Regions from separate parts of the Mus musculus genome. Here region 2 is linked to region 1. The links are chromatin contacts, called in public ChIA-PET maps. All regions are on one chromosome and are shown on one strand. The core of a region is the stretch at or near the end of the contact, and the rest is flanking DNA. Distances in the headings are between cores, read along the strand shown. Region 1 overlaps Rp9 (retinitis pigmentosa 9 (human)). Region 2 overlaps Bbs9 (Bardet-Biedl syndrome 9 (human)).

Region 1 (6,015 bases), core at 2,151-4,650:
ACTACTACAGTGTGAGCAAGACTTTCAACACAGGAACCTTTGGGATAAATCAGATCCAATACTACTAGTATTCCTCTGTGCACACAGGTTCTATGCTGTACTTCACAGTACCATACCTGTTCTCCTCACACAGTGTGTGTGTGTGTGTGTGTGTGTGTGTCTCTGTCTGTCTGTCTGTCTGTCTGTCTGTCTGTCTGTCTATATTGCTGTAGGGATCAACTGATCAACTGTAGGACACTGCCCATGCCAGGTGAGTGCTTCACCAGTCCCTACATTTTTTACTTATCATTACTAATTACTGAGTGTATGTCTGTTGTATATGTGGTTTCCATGGCACACATGTGGAGGTCAGAAGAAAACCTGTGGGAGTTGGTATTCTTCCCCTACCATGACCAATGCTGTTATAGGCTGAGCTGTATGGCTGACTGGACTCCAAGGCTTATAGCTTCAAATCCAGTGATCTTTCCTTAGCCATAGGGCTGGGGAGTAAGTACTACAACAGCAAAAAGAGCATCCCAGGAGAGACCCCAAAGGCATAATGGATGCACCAGAGCTCTGCTTATAGGCTGCCAGTGTTGAGTGGTGTTTATCCACTAACCTGACAAAAGTGACCACAGGCCACTGGCTCTGGACAGGCAGAGTTCTCCATGCATATTGTGTCCCACCTGCCTTCAGGGTTGTCACACACATAGTACAGCATTTCACAGGATGCATCTGTCATGTTCCTGTCCCATTTTGTTATATTTTGAAATCAGGCATCTCCACGGCCCAGGCTGGGCTTCTTGAATTTGGTTGTTTGTTCCCTTGGTTTTGTTTTTGTTTTTTGGATTTTTCTTTGTCTTGTTTTGTGTGTGTGTGTATGTATGTGTGTGTGTGTTGTTGTTGTTGTTGTTTGAGACAGGGTTTCTCTGTGTAGCCCTGGTTGTCTTGGAACTCACTCTGTAGATCAGGCTGGCCCTGTGCTCACAGTGAAACACCTTTCTCTGCCTTCCAAGCGCTGGGATTAAAGGTATACGTTACCACTGGGCAGCATGGTTTTTTTAGTTTTTAAGACCAGGTCTGGGATTCCAGTCTCTGCATCTCCATGGCAGCTTAACAACCATCCGCAATTGCAGTGCTAGGAATCCAGTGATCTCTTCTGCCCTCCCTAGGCACCAGGCATGAATGTGGAGTATAGACAGACAGACGTGCAGTCAAAACACCTATACAAACAAAATAATAACTTAAAATATTGAAATATATAGAAAAGAAAAATGTTCCCTTACAACATGCTTTGTGTAGTTGCCGGCGTGGACCAGATCAGGTTATCTTCCCAGCAGCCTCTTGTTTCCTCGCCTCCTTGGTCAACACCAAAATACAGCTGTCACTTGGCTCTCTATCCCCAGGCAGCCCTGACTTGTCTCCATCTGGATGGCATGAAAAGATGTGGGGGTAACTGGGACCCCATCCTTGCTGCGTCACACAGCTCGGGCTGCCACACCACATGACAAGCCCATATTCACTGCTTTGAGTTGTATGCTTGTTTCTGTGACTTGAAACACGTTTATATGTGTTTATTTTATCAGGTCCTCAGGACCTTCTGTACTTCTCATTATAAATCTCTTTAGCCAGGTATAGTGATGCTCACCTTTAATGCCAGCACTTGGTAGGCAGTGGCATGCAGCTCTCTGTGAGCTCTAGAGGTCTAAATAGTTCCAGGACAGGCAGAGCTACAAAAAAGCAAAACAAACAACAATTAAAAACATCTTTAACTGGAGAGATGGCTCAGTGGTTAAGAGCACCAACTGCTCTCCTGAAGGTCCAGAGTTCAACCACATGGTGGCTCATAACCATCTGTAACAAAATCTGACTCCCTCTTCTGGAGTGTCTGAAGACAACTACAGTGTACTTACATATAATAAATAAATAAATCTTTGAAAAAAGTCTTCAAACACAGTTTCTCTATTTATCAGATTATGATGTAGTTCTAATGGCACTAACTAACATTTTAAGAGAATGTTTTCTTTAAACACAGGCTCAAGCTGGAGAAGTGGCTCACAGTGAAGCGTGCACAGTGCTCTTGCAGAGGAGCACAGCTCAGCGGCTCACAACCACCTGGAACTCCAGTTCCAGGGGACCCCACCCCATCATCTGGCCTCTTTGGGCAGTGCACTCACGTGTACAAACACATTCTCAGATACATATACGCATATTTTTTAAAACAAGGTCAGGTTAGTTATGGTGCAAGCCTTTAATCCAAGCACTCCAAGTGAAAGGCGGGCTATCTCTATGAATTTAAGTCTAGCCCTTAAATGGAACAGAAGTATGCCCTTTAAGTCCTAGGGCTTCAGAGGCAAATGTCACTTGAGTCTAGAAATTTGAGCTGTACCTGGGGCAGGTGTGTGTGTGGCGCTTCAAATCTGGTTTACTCAACCCAAGAAGGTGCTGTTGTTGAGCAGCTGGAGGCCTTAACCGCAGCCTCAAGCGAGCACACTGAGCCGCTCTTTCTCTCTAACTGCAACTCCTAGCCCTCAGAATCAGAGCCAGTTCATAAATAAAGACTATTCTACCTTTTAATTATTTTTATGTGTATGTGTGATTGCGTGAGTTCATGTTCACCACATGCATACAGCTGCCCATGGAGGCCAAAAGAGCATTGGATGCCCTGGAACTGGAGTTGCAAGGGATTGTGGGCCACCGTGTCAGTGCTAGGAACCATCATTGACCTTATTTCGTTTTTTGTTTGTTTGTTTGTTTTTTGTTTTGTTTGTTTTTTCGAGACAGGGTTTCTCTGTGTATCCCTGGCTGTCCTGGAACTCACTCTGTAGACCAGGCTGGCCTCGAACTCAGAAATCCGCCTGCCTCTGCCTCTGCCTCTGCCTCCCCAGTGCTGGGATTAAAGGCGTGCGCCACCACTGCGTAAAATGTAGTGAAGTACACAGAGTAAATTCACATTTTATGATACTTTTACAATGCATTGCTTCATAATATTTGGTGATGAACATTTAAACACTCCTAGCCTGACAAGATTCAAAGGTGTGTAAGGAAGCAGTTAGTTGACCCTCATTGCTTTCTGGGACCTTCACGGTTTCATCCATTAATCCTGTAAATCTAAAGAAAAACTTGAATCTACTGAAACATTATCTCAATGAAGAAAGAACATATAATCTTACGGAACTGTTTTCTGTGGTTTTAGGTTGGCGTTGCAAACGGTATGGCCATCGAACAGGCGACAAAGAATGCCCTTTCTTTATCAAAGGCAACCAGAAGTTAGAACAGTTCCGAGTCGTAAGTAAAACCCCACTCCGTCACTGTTTACAGTTGGCACAGATGGCAAATGTTAGCTGGGGAGTCTGTAGTGAGCTGCTCAGTAACTGCTTTCCCCAGAAGCCTCCCAGCCAAGCTCTCAGATGTCAGTACACCTGTATGCATTGTGTGACAGATAACAAGCAGCTAATGGGGGTAGAGGTGTGGCTCCTTTGATAGAGTGCTTGTCTAGCATGCACACAGCCCTTGGTTCCAGCCCAGCACCGCATTAAGTAAGCCTGATGGTGCGTGCTCTTGTCTCACACTGAGAAAAGAGCTTTCAGAGGCTGGAGTTGACTGTGTGCCCGGTGCTTGCCCAGCACATACAGACCCTGCATAGGCTCAGGCCCCAGCACTGCAGAAGGAAAAGCAAAGGCAGATACCCTCAGCCTTAGGAACAAGGTTCATTTTCTTTTTCCCAAAGCCAGCACCGTGGGCTCAGCCCCTTCTTTGTAATTTGCTATATATAACTTCACTTTTTATTACTAAGGTGAAGGATTTGTCCCAGGGCCATGTAAATGTAGATGTGTCTTTTGAGCTGGAAGTGTGTATTTGCTAAGATGACACAGGACAGCTCTACTGTCTCCTCATGTCACCTCTCAGAGGTGTGCATTCACATCCAGTGACTAATTCTGCTAAGTAAGGCAGGATCTTATGAGGTTATTGGTGTTTCTAAAATGGGGCCAACCAGACCAGTGTGGTGACTCGTGTCTGCAGTCCAGTACGCAGAAGTGTCAGGAAGACCCTGAATGAGGCAAGCAGGGAGCCCATAGCAACAGCCTATCTCACGAAAACAACCTCAGAACGTCTTCAGGGACGAGGCAGAGGACTGGGTGGATAGTAGCCGTTGCCAGGCAAGCACAGCACTGGAGTGTGAATGAATCCCTGTCATGCATATAAATACTAGGTGGGCATGGCAGCCTGCTAGTGCGCAGAGGGCAGGAGCGGTTCGCTGTGGAAGCTGGCTGGCTGGAATGGCTACCTTGGGGGCTCTGGCTTCAGCTGAGATGCCTTGCCTCAAGGAATAGGATGGAGAGCTCTGGAAAAGGAGTCCTCACGTCAGCCTTGTGAAACCTGAGCACAGCCTGTGATGGCACCACACACCTTTAGTCCTGTCACTCATTTCTGAGCGTGAGGCCAGCTTGAGGTCCATAGCACGTTCCAGACCAGCCAGGGCTACACAGTGACACTCTGTTGCACATATCTTATGGCTCAAACTCTATTACAAGTACACCAAAAGTTAACAGTAATTATGTCTGGTTAGCAAGCAGATTTTTTATGTTTATTTTTACATATTTATTTCCAGCACTGTGGTAGAGCCAACGGCGTAATTGTCGCTGTGTTGATCCCTGAGGAAACAGCTCCTAAGAAGAGACTTACCCTGCCTCAGTCTCAGTCCAAAGCTGACTCCAGTCCTTTTTCAGACAGGATTTCCCTGTATATCCCAGGCTGACCCCAGACTCAGGATCCTTCTTTCGTAGCCTCCCAAGTGCTGAGGTTACAAACTCCATCACAGCCACCAATCTGAAGCTTTAGACCTGGAGTGAGGCGGACCATCATGGTGGAGAGGCCGTGTGGAGCAGAGCTCCTCTAACGCCCTGACAGCTGTTAGCCATCAGGTCTGAGCTTGCCTCCCCCAGAGCAGCCCACAGGTACAGAAGATTTGCAGACTCCTCTGGGGTGACAAGTATTGTCTCTTGTTCTCTTTCACCTAAGACAGTCTTTAAGTGATTGCATGCCTGGAGTCCTTAGGAAGCTCGGACTGGGCTTGACTGGCTATGCCACCAAAGATGACCTCAGCCCACTCGCCCTCCGCCTCTCTGCTTACAACCCTTCAGCCCCACCCTGCCTCTGCCACTTGCTTTGTTTTGGATACAGGGTCAGGATGTGTGGCTGAGGATGATCCTGAAGTTTTGATCCTCCTGCCTCACCTCCAGGGTACTGAGATCACAGATGTGTGCCACTGTAGCTGGTTCTACAATGCTGGGGAGCAAATCCAGGGCTCTGTGCACCTCAGCTCCGGGGCTCTGTGCAGCCTAGACAAGCACTGTGCACCTCAGCCTGTGTTTCTAAGCACTTAGTTCTTTCCATAGTAGTGCCACCGCCTGTGGTTGGTTCTGGGATAGGTGTTTCATGGGATCTTTCTCTTTTTTCCCAATTTTTCTTAATATTGGTGTGTGAGCGTGATTTTGCCACAGCACTCACATGTGAAGGTGACACAACCTGAGAGAGTCAGTTCTCACCTACCACATGGGTCTTCGGGATCAAATTCAGGTGATCAGACTTGTTGGCAAGTATCTTAACCACTGAGCCATCTTGCTGGCCCCTGTTTCTGTATTCTTAGTATCTTGTTTAAGAATGAATGTCTGGCTCATGAGTAGAGGCATTTCCTGCCAAGCCTGCTGGCCTGGGTTTTCGCCCCAGAACCCAAATAGTAGAAGGAAAAAAAAAAAAACTTCTGAAAGCTGTTCTCTGACTCCATAAGCACACAGTTGCACACAAGCATGTGCACATTTGTGTAATGTGTACTGCAGAATAGTAATAATAATAATGTGACTGCAGAGATCGCTCAGTGGTTAAAGGCGCTTGCCCATCTTCAGTGGACTTGAGTTCCATTCCCAGAACCCATATCAGGCAGCTCACATTTTCTATAACTCCAGTTCCAGGGTATCTGATACCCTCTTCTGGCCTCCATGGGCACCCCCACACATATATGACATACATGTACAC
Region 2 (6,015 bases), core at 1,073-3,572, 360 kb before region 1:
TGTGCAAAAGCCAATTTGGAATTTGTATACAAATGACAGCAAGCCAAAGGGACTTGTTACTGTTAACGAGGAGGCGTTAGCAAGGTTTTCAGGTAGTGAGCTACTAGTTCTTTTTGACTGCCTCCCCCAAGGACTGAGGCAATTGGATGAGTCCACATGTGGGAAGTGCTTTGTCCTGTGCCAGGAATAGGAAACACAGTGATAAGATCAATCCCCAGTGCAGGCCTGTTTGATGATCTGGTGGCTTAACTACCAGGAGTGTCCCTTCTTCTGCCTTACAGTCTGCAGAAAAGGATCTGGCCCTTACAGAAGCCCTAGATACAGCAGGGGCACCTGGGATGGAGAGAAGATACTGACATTTCAGCTCCTTGAGCCATAGTCTTGACAAAATCTGATAGTGCTGGTCTCCAGAGGGATTTTGGGAGCTCTAAGGATCTATCTAGTTCCACTTCAGTATCATGTGGCAAAAATAATGGTACAAAATTTGTCCCATTTTTCTTCGGAGCAATTGTATGAGCTACAGTAAAGACCCCAGGAAATGTGGTGTCACCTTAAAATGTGGAGGCTGCAATCCTAGGAACATCACTGCTGCACTGGGACCTCAGCGCCAGCAAAGACAGCAGCAGCACACTGTACTAGTGCCAAAGGGACCAAACTGGCAGGCTCAAGAAGTAAAGGCTGTATGGCAGGAAGAGCCCATAAAAGCAACTTAAGGATAACTGAGTAAGGTCTTCCTGACAGAGGGTGTAAGGCGTTAAAGTTAGGAGGGCACTTGCCTCCTGCTTCCTAGGAGTCCTACCTACAAGCCTCTGGTTATCTCTGCTCTATTGGTAGCTGAACTGAGCTCTGGATGCGCAATGACTACACAGCTCAGGGTCCTTCCTCATTCCTTCCAGGCACATAGAGTTGGTTCTTAAACCAAAGTCCAGAGTCTCTCTATACCCACCAGGGAGCTTCCCTCTGACTGCCATAAACAGTAAACCAAGACTTTTGATTCCATTGACCCATTTCTATCTCCCTGTAATAGATGCCACCAGCAAATTAGGAAAAAGAAAACTGAACCTGAGAATCCTTTCAAGAGGAATTCAAGATCTTTAGAGCAGTGTCCTACTCCAAATCACTAGGACACAATCAACCACTAGTTGCTACAAAGACATCTTTCTACGACTAGCAAAATCTACATTCCACTAATATCTAAAATTGCCTTTAGTAACCTTCTCAGAGAGGACATTTTTCTAAGTTGCTTTTGGAGCTTTTGACAAAGTCCTCTGGAGTGTAAGAGTGAGTCCTGCAAGACCCTTTAGCAACTATATGCTCTGTGGCCATTGCAGCATGAAAACAGTTCTTCTGTCATTTAGACTGATCATTTAAGCAACCTGCTGTATTTATAAACAGACTGCATTAGCTTACTAGAAAACAAAAATAGACCATAATTACTCACACAGAAGACTCCTACAGAATGACTTTTCCTGCTGCCAAGGTGCAGAACAAGTAAAAAACCGTGTTATGTGTTGTCAGAACATGGTCCAAGAATGGAGTCTTATGAGGGGAACTCTGGGCGTCTATGAGAAAACTCCAAGAAAACAAGATAAGAGTTGTGTGGCCTCAGTTTCTTCAAAACCACAGAATTGTTCTAGGAATGTGCTCTGGTGGCCCTCCCAGGTGCAGCGTGAGTTTACTTCAGATTGGTCATTACAACTGCCGATTGCGATTCCATAGCCGTGGGCAGCAATGTGGAGCTTGGTTTGTGACTATACACGTTACTCATGTGCCTGTTTTTAACCCTCAGAGCAGTGCTTCTCAGCCTGCGGCTCATGACCCCTTTGGGGCTTGCATATCAGATATCCTGCATATCAGATATTTGCACTACAATTCATAACAGTAGCAAAATTACAATTATAATGCAGCAAAAAAAAAGTTATGGCTGGGGTCACCACAACATAAGGAAGTGTAGTAAAGGGTCCAGGTGTTAGGAAGGGTCTTAACCAATGCCTCTGAGTATAAATTGTCTAGTGCTCTGAATAAAGTTGGCTATTGCACGAATTTAGTCTGCTTCAATTTTACGTTCCATTCTTACAGGTTCTTCTGACAACTAGAGCAGTAAACAATATATTTATTATAGATAGTTCATATAATGAGACATAGTAACAATACTTAGATTGCTAGTAAAATATTTAGAGGGCCTAAACTACTGCATAAATTCAAATACAATCATAAGAGTGTGCTTGTGAGATAAGAGATAGTGAAGAGTTTCTTAGGAGAAACTCAATGTGATAATACATGAGTAAGCAGATAGCATAACTAGCTAATAAAATATAAAGCAAAACATTGTTCAGGAAGTAGACACTCAAGCATGAGGAGCTGGGGGCTGAGCTGTTCTCATACCTCCTTGGTGCCCAGTCCCTTGCCTCCGTTACCAGCACTGAAAGCACACTTGTGCCCACCTGCAGATGCCAGGTTCCCATCCTTTATGCAGACTAATAATCTGCCGTGTATTTCAAGAGTGAAATGCAATATTGATATGAGAAATTACTGCTTAAACTTCTAGAAGAGAAGTAAGCACGTGCCCTTTTGTGAAACCACCTTTGGCTTTAGTTCTCAAGTCTATAGCTTTAACATCACGGCTGGCCCATGTGTTGCCTAAGGGAGCAAAAGCCTGGGTGAGACAGGAAGGGAGGAAGGGATGGGCTTGAGTGTGCATCTTATTTTGCTTTGCCTTCGTTGTAGCCCTTTTCAGTGGTGGAAATCGGCTTGTTCAGATCAGGGTTGAAGGGGCTCATCTCCTCAAGTCTGGATAACTGCACCTTTCCCTTTGGTTTCCTCAAGACCTTGGCTCTTCCCCACAGGGTGAACTTTGTGCCCTAGTTCTCTACCTGAACTGCACTTTGTGACCCTCTTGGGATGTTACCCTGACAAGATGGAACTCTTCTTCTCCCCGGCACCCTGTGAGGAACTGGACCCCAGCCTTGCTGCATGATGAAACGCAAGAGAAAAGAATGTCTCCAAATACCACTGCTTTACGGGATCTTCCCCCGTTTTCCTCTCTCCCCTCTAGTGTGGCGTTCTGAGACCACACAGAAACATCGATGTTTTAGGCTATGGCTTTGTGCTGCCTTCTCTGTCAAGGTTGCCAGTGGCTGCAGGAAGGGCTTCTATTTTGATCATCCTCAACTAGAATTAAAATCCAGAGAAGTATCTAGAACAGCACACCAAGTGACCCTTCTATAGTATAATTTAACTTGCCATTTTTCTCCATAGGAATCAAATGAAAATAAGGCTAGTTACCACAATTCAAATTTCAAAACTGTAATGAATATGAAGTGGTAGAACTTTAAATGGTTTTGTACACTTCAGGGGAAGTCCATATATTAATTTCTATCTGTTTCTCTATGTATGGCACGCATGCATGTTTGTGCATATGTGTTCAGGCGTGAGAGTGTGGGTACACAACTGCAAAGCATGTGCATCAGAGCCAGCGAGTAACTTTGGGCACCAGTCTTCACTTCCTGCTTATGTAAGGCAGGGTCTCCTGTGGTTGGTCACTGGGTACACTGGAGACTCAGAGACTTTCCCAGAATTCTCTGGTCACTATCTGCCACCTTACCATCGCACTGCTTGCATTGCAGAGGCATGCTACCAGGTTGGTCATGTTTATGAGTCCTGAGATTCATTTGTATTTATTCTTAAAAATATGTATGATTAAATGGTACATGATATTAAGTACTGTGAAATTAAAAAAATGAAAGAGACTCAGATATAGCTCCTACCTGTAAGTACCTTGCATTATCAATAACAGAAAAATATGAAACTATAATGATGTAGAAAAAAACATATATTTAGAGAGTGGTAGATTTAAAGATTTCAGCAGGATTTATTTTATCCTCTAGTCCTTGTCCTAGAACCAAAATCCTCAAGTAAGTTATTCAAGATAGGAAGGGCTTTCTTCTGACCACCACATTTGCAACATTGTATATGCGCATGTGTGTAAACACACACATACACACACACACACACACATCACAAATATTATTTATAAAAATTTTTAAGACTCATATGGTGTCTTGTTAGTTACCAAAACTTTTCCTGTATGTACAGAAAAGCAAGGGAAGATTATGAACCTAAAGTTAGTGAAGCAAGCATGAGTCACTCAAAAAGCAATGTTCCTATTTTTGCAAAGCAATGTTTCCTAGAGCATAAGGCTAACCGACCCCCACAGAGAAAGAAAGCCTGTCACTGCCACCCAGGTACATGCATTCCCACTGTATGCGAGCAACACTGAAGTCAGCAAGGCCACCCATGTCTAGAACCAATGAGATCTGCCTCATTCCAGTTCTGCAAAGGAAACACCAGTTTGCCTAAGAGGAACTGCTGGCTTTGGGCAGAGCCTTCTTCACCTTCAGAAACATGTGATCCAACTGAGGGAGGAGCCAAAGCAACACTGTAAAGGAATTTCTGAGGCGTAGAAATTGAGACAGTGGTGCAGCAGTGTTAAGCATGCCCGACCCCCTCCATGACACCTTCCTGCTGCCATAGGAGGAAGTGCCGTGCAGTGGCCTATGGTACTGACTTAAGAGAAACACCTGAGCCAATGCAGGTTGCTTACATATTTCTTCTTACTCGGGAACGCAATATGTTATTTTTAAAAATTATGTCTAAATGAGACTCACAGCACTCTTTGAATGATTACTTAACATTTGAAGTGTTAAAAAGCATGCCATCAGAGCTTAACTGCAAGTCCTCTTGCTTTTGTTTCTCCTAACAATACATGGAGGAATGGGAGGGCCCCAGCACCGGCATCTTACTGCTGAACTACAGTAGTGATGACCCCATTTGGATGCTTGCCACACACCTGGTCCCACATCAGGCATTCAATTCGTCCTCACACATTTTCAGGGGTATTAAGACTATCCTCATGAAAACCACACACCCTAGTAAATAAAGTTTCCAAATGCACCACAAATGTCTTTGGATTTCGTTCTGTGACGGTTTCCCGGCAATGCTGAGGACTGAACCAGGGTGTTGGATGTGCTAAGCATGTGACCTACCGTTCAGCTACATACACACCGCCTGGATCATAGTTTTAGAAAATATGGTTTAACATATTTGGTTTCCTAAGGGTGTGTCAGTCTGCTTTTATTTTTTTAAGAACTTTTTTTATTACTGATTTATTACTGTTGTCACCTCCAAATGACATAATAAAACATAAAGGGGGCTTATGCAGTTTAGTTGATAGAAACTAAGCAAACAAGGTAATTTTTGGTTCCTTTCTGCTAAAAAATATAACTTGGATACATGTATAGATAACTTGTACATGTATTGCTTTATTCATTTATTGTGCTTAAGTGGATCACTTATAGTAAGGTCACAGCCAAACAAAACAAAGTCCAGAGTATGTAGTTAAAAAAATTCCTAAGAAAGGATACACCTGAAACAGAAGCCGATTCCTTTCTCAAGTCACAGCATCCAATGTAACCTGTGAGCCATGAGCCTGATGCTGCTGACCTGCCAGAGCCTCAGTCTGCAGACTGTAAGTTCATCCCCTCCCAGCGCCTGTAGACAAGTTTACTCATACTCTGAGTATCCTGCTCCTCCTCTGTGCTGTCCGTTTACGAGGTCAGACATTATCTGAATGGTCACAGTCCCTCCCCCCACTCTCCCCCCACCCCTGCTTCAAAACCAAATTGTTTAAAGTACAAGCTCCTTTATCAGTGTACAGATGAAGAGGCCTGTGTCTGAAGTCTGATAACATACATAAGGACTCAGAATCAATTCAGCATTTTGCTCTAGAAGACACTTTAATCCGGGTATGGCATCATATTCTACTCAATACATTTATGTTTCTCAAAATTTGTATTTAGTTTGCTTCAGTATTTCATAATTATAAACATTATGATACCAAATGGACTCTACCATTCTCTTAGTTCATTAACTTAGATTTCTGATATAGTGTTAGCTTTATGATATATGTTTTCCTAGAGAGATCTCTGGAAAGACAGTATCAGAAATAAGCAGCTA

Evidence for each region. ChIA-PET counts read pairs in DNA pulled down with a chosen protein or histone mark.
Region 2: a contact with region 1 is called in an SMC1A ChIA-PET map of the G1E-ER4 cell line, with 5 read pairs. The contact joins two enhancer-like sites. A contact is called at or near these places in 1 of 15 datasets of contacts at CTCF or cohesin (the G1E-ER4 cell line) and 1 of 9 other capture datasets (pancreatic islet).

Annotation. Positions count from the first base shown.
Region 1 is chr9:22,451,031-22,457,045 of GRCm38.p6, reverse strand. Rp9 (retinitis pigmentosa 9 (human)) reads left to right here. Exons shown (of 6, transcript NM_018739.2): 4 at 3,176-3,267. Among named protein-coding and RNA genes, the nearest start is that of Rp9, 14 kb to the left of the region's middle. Within about 2 kb of position 3,400, at least 26 of the 459 cell types and tissues checked have an H3K27ac peak or open chromatin away from gene starts, as enhancers often do. A contact at or near this core is called in the G1E-ER4 cell line, where this site is marked.
Region 2 is chr9:22,806,303-22,812,317 of GRCm38.p6, reverse strand. The region is part of intron 20 of Bbs9 (Bardet-Biedl syndrome 9 (human)); the gene reads right to left. Among named protein-coding and RNA genes, the nearest start is that of Gm39309, 4.3 kb to the right of the region's middle. Within about 2 kb of position 2,322, at least 4 of the 459 cell types and tissues checked have an H3K27ac peak or open chromatin away from gene starts, as enhancers often do. A contact at or near this core is called in the G1E-ER4 cell line, where this site is marked.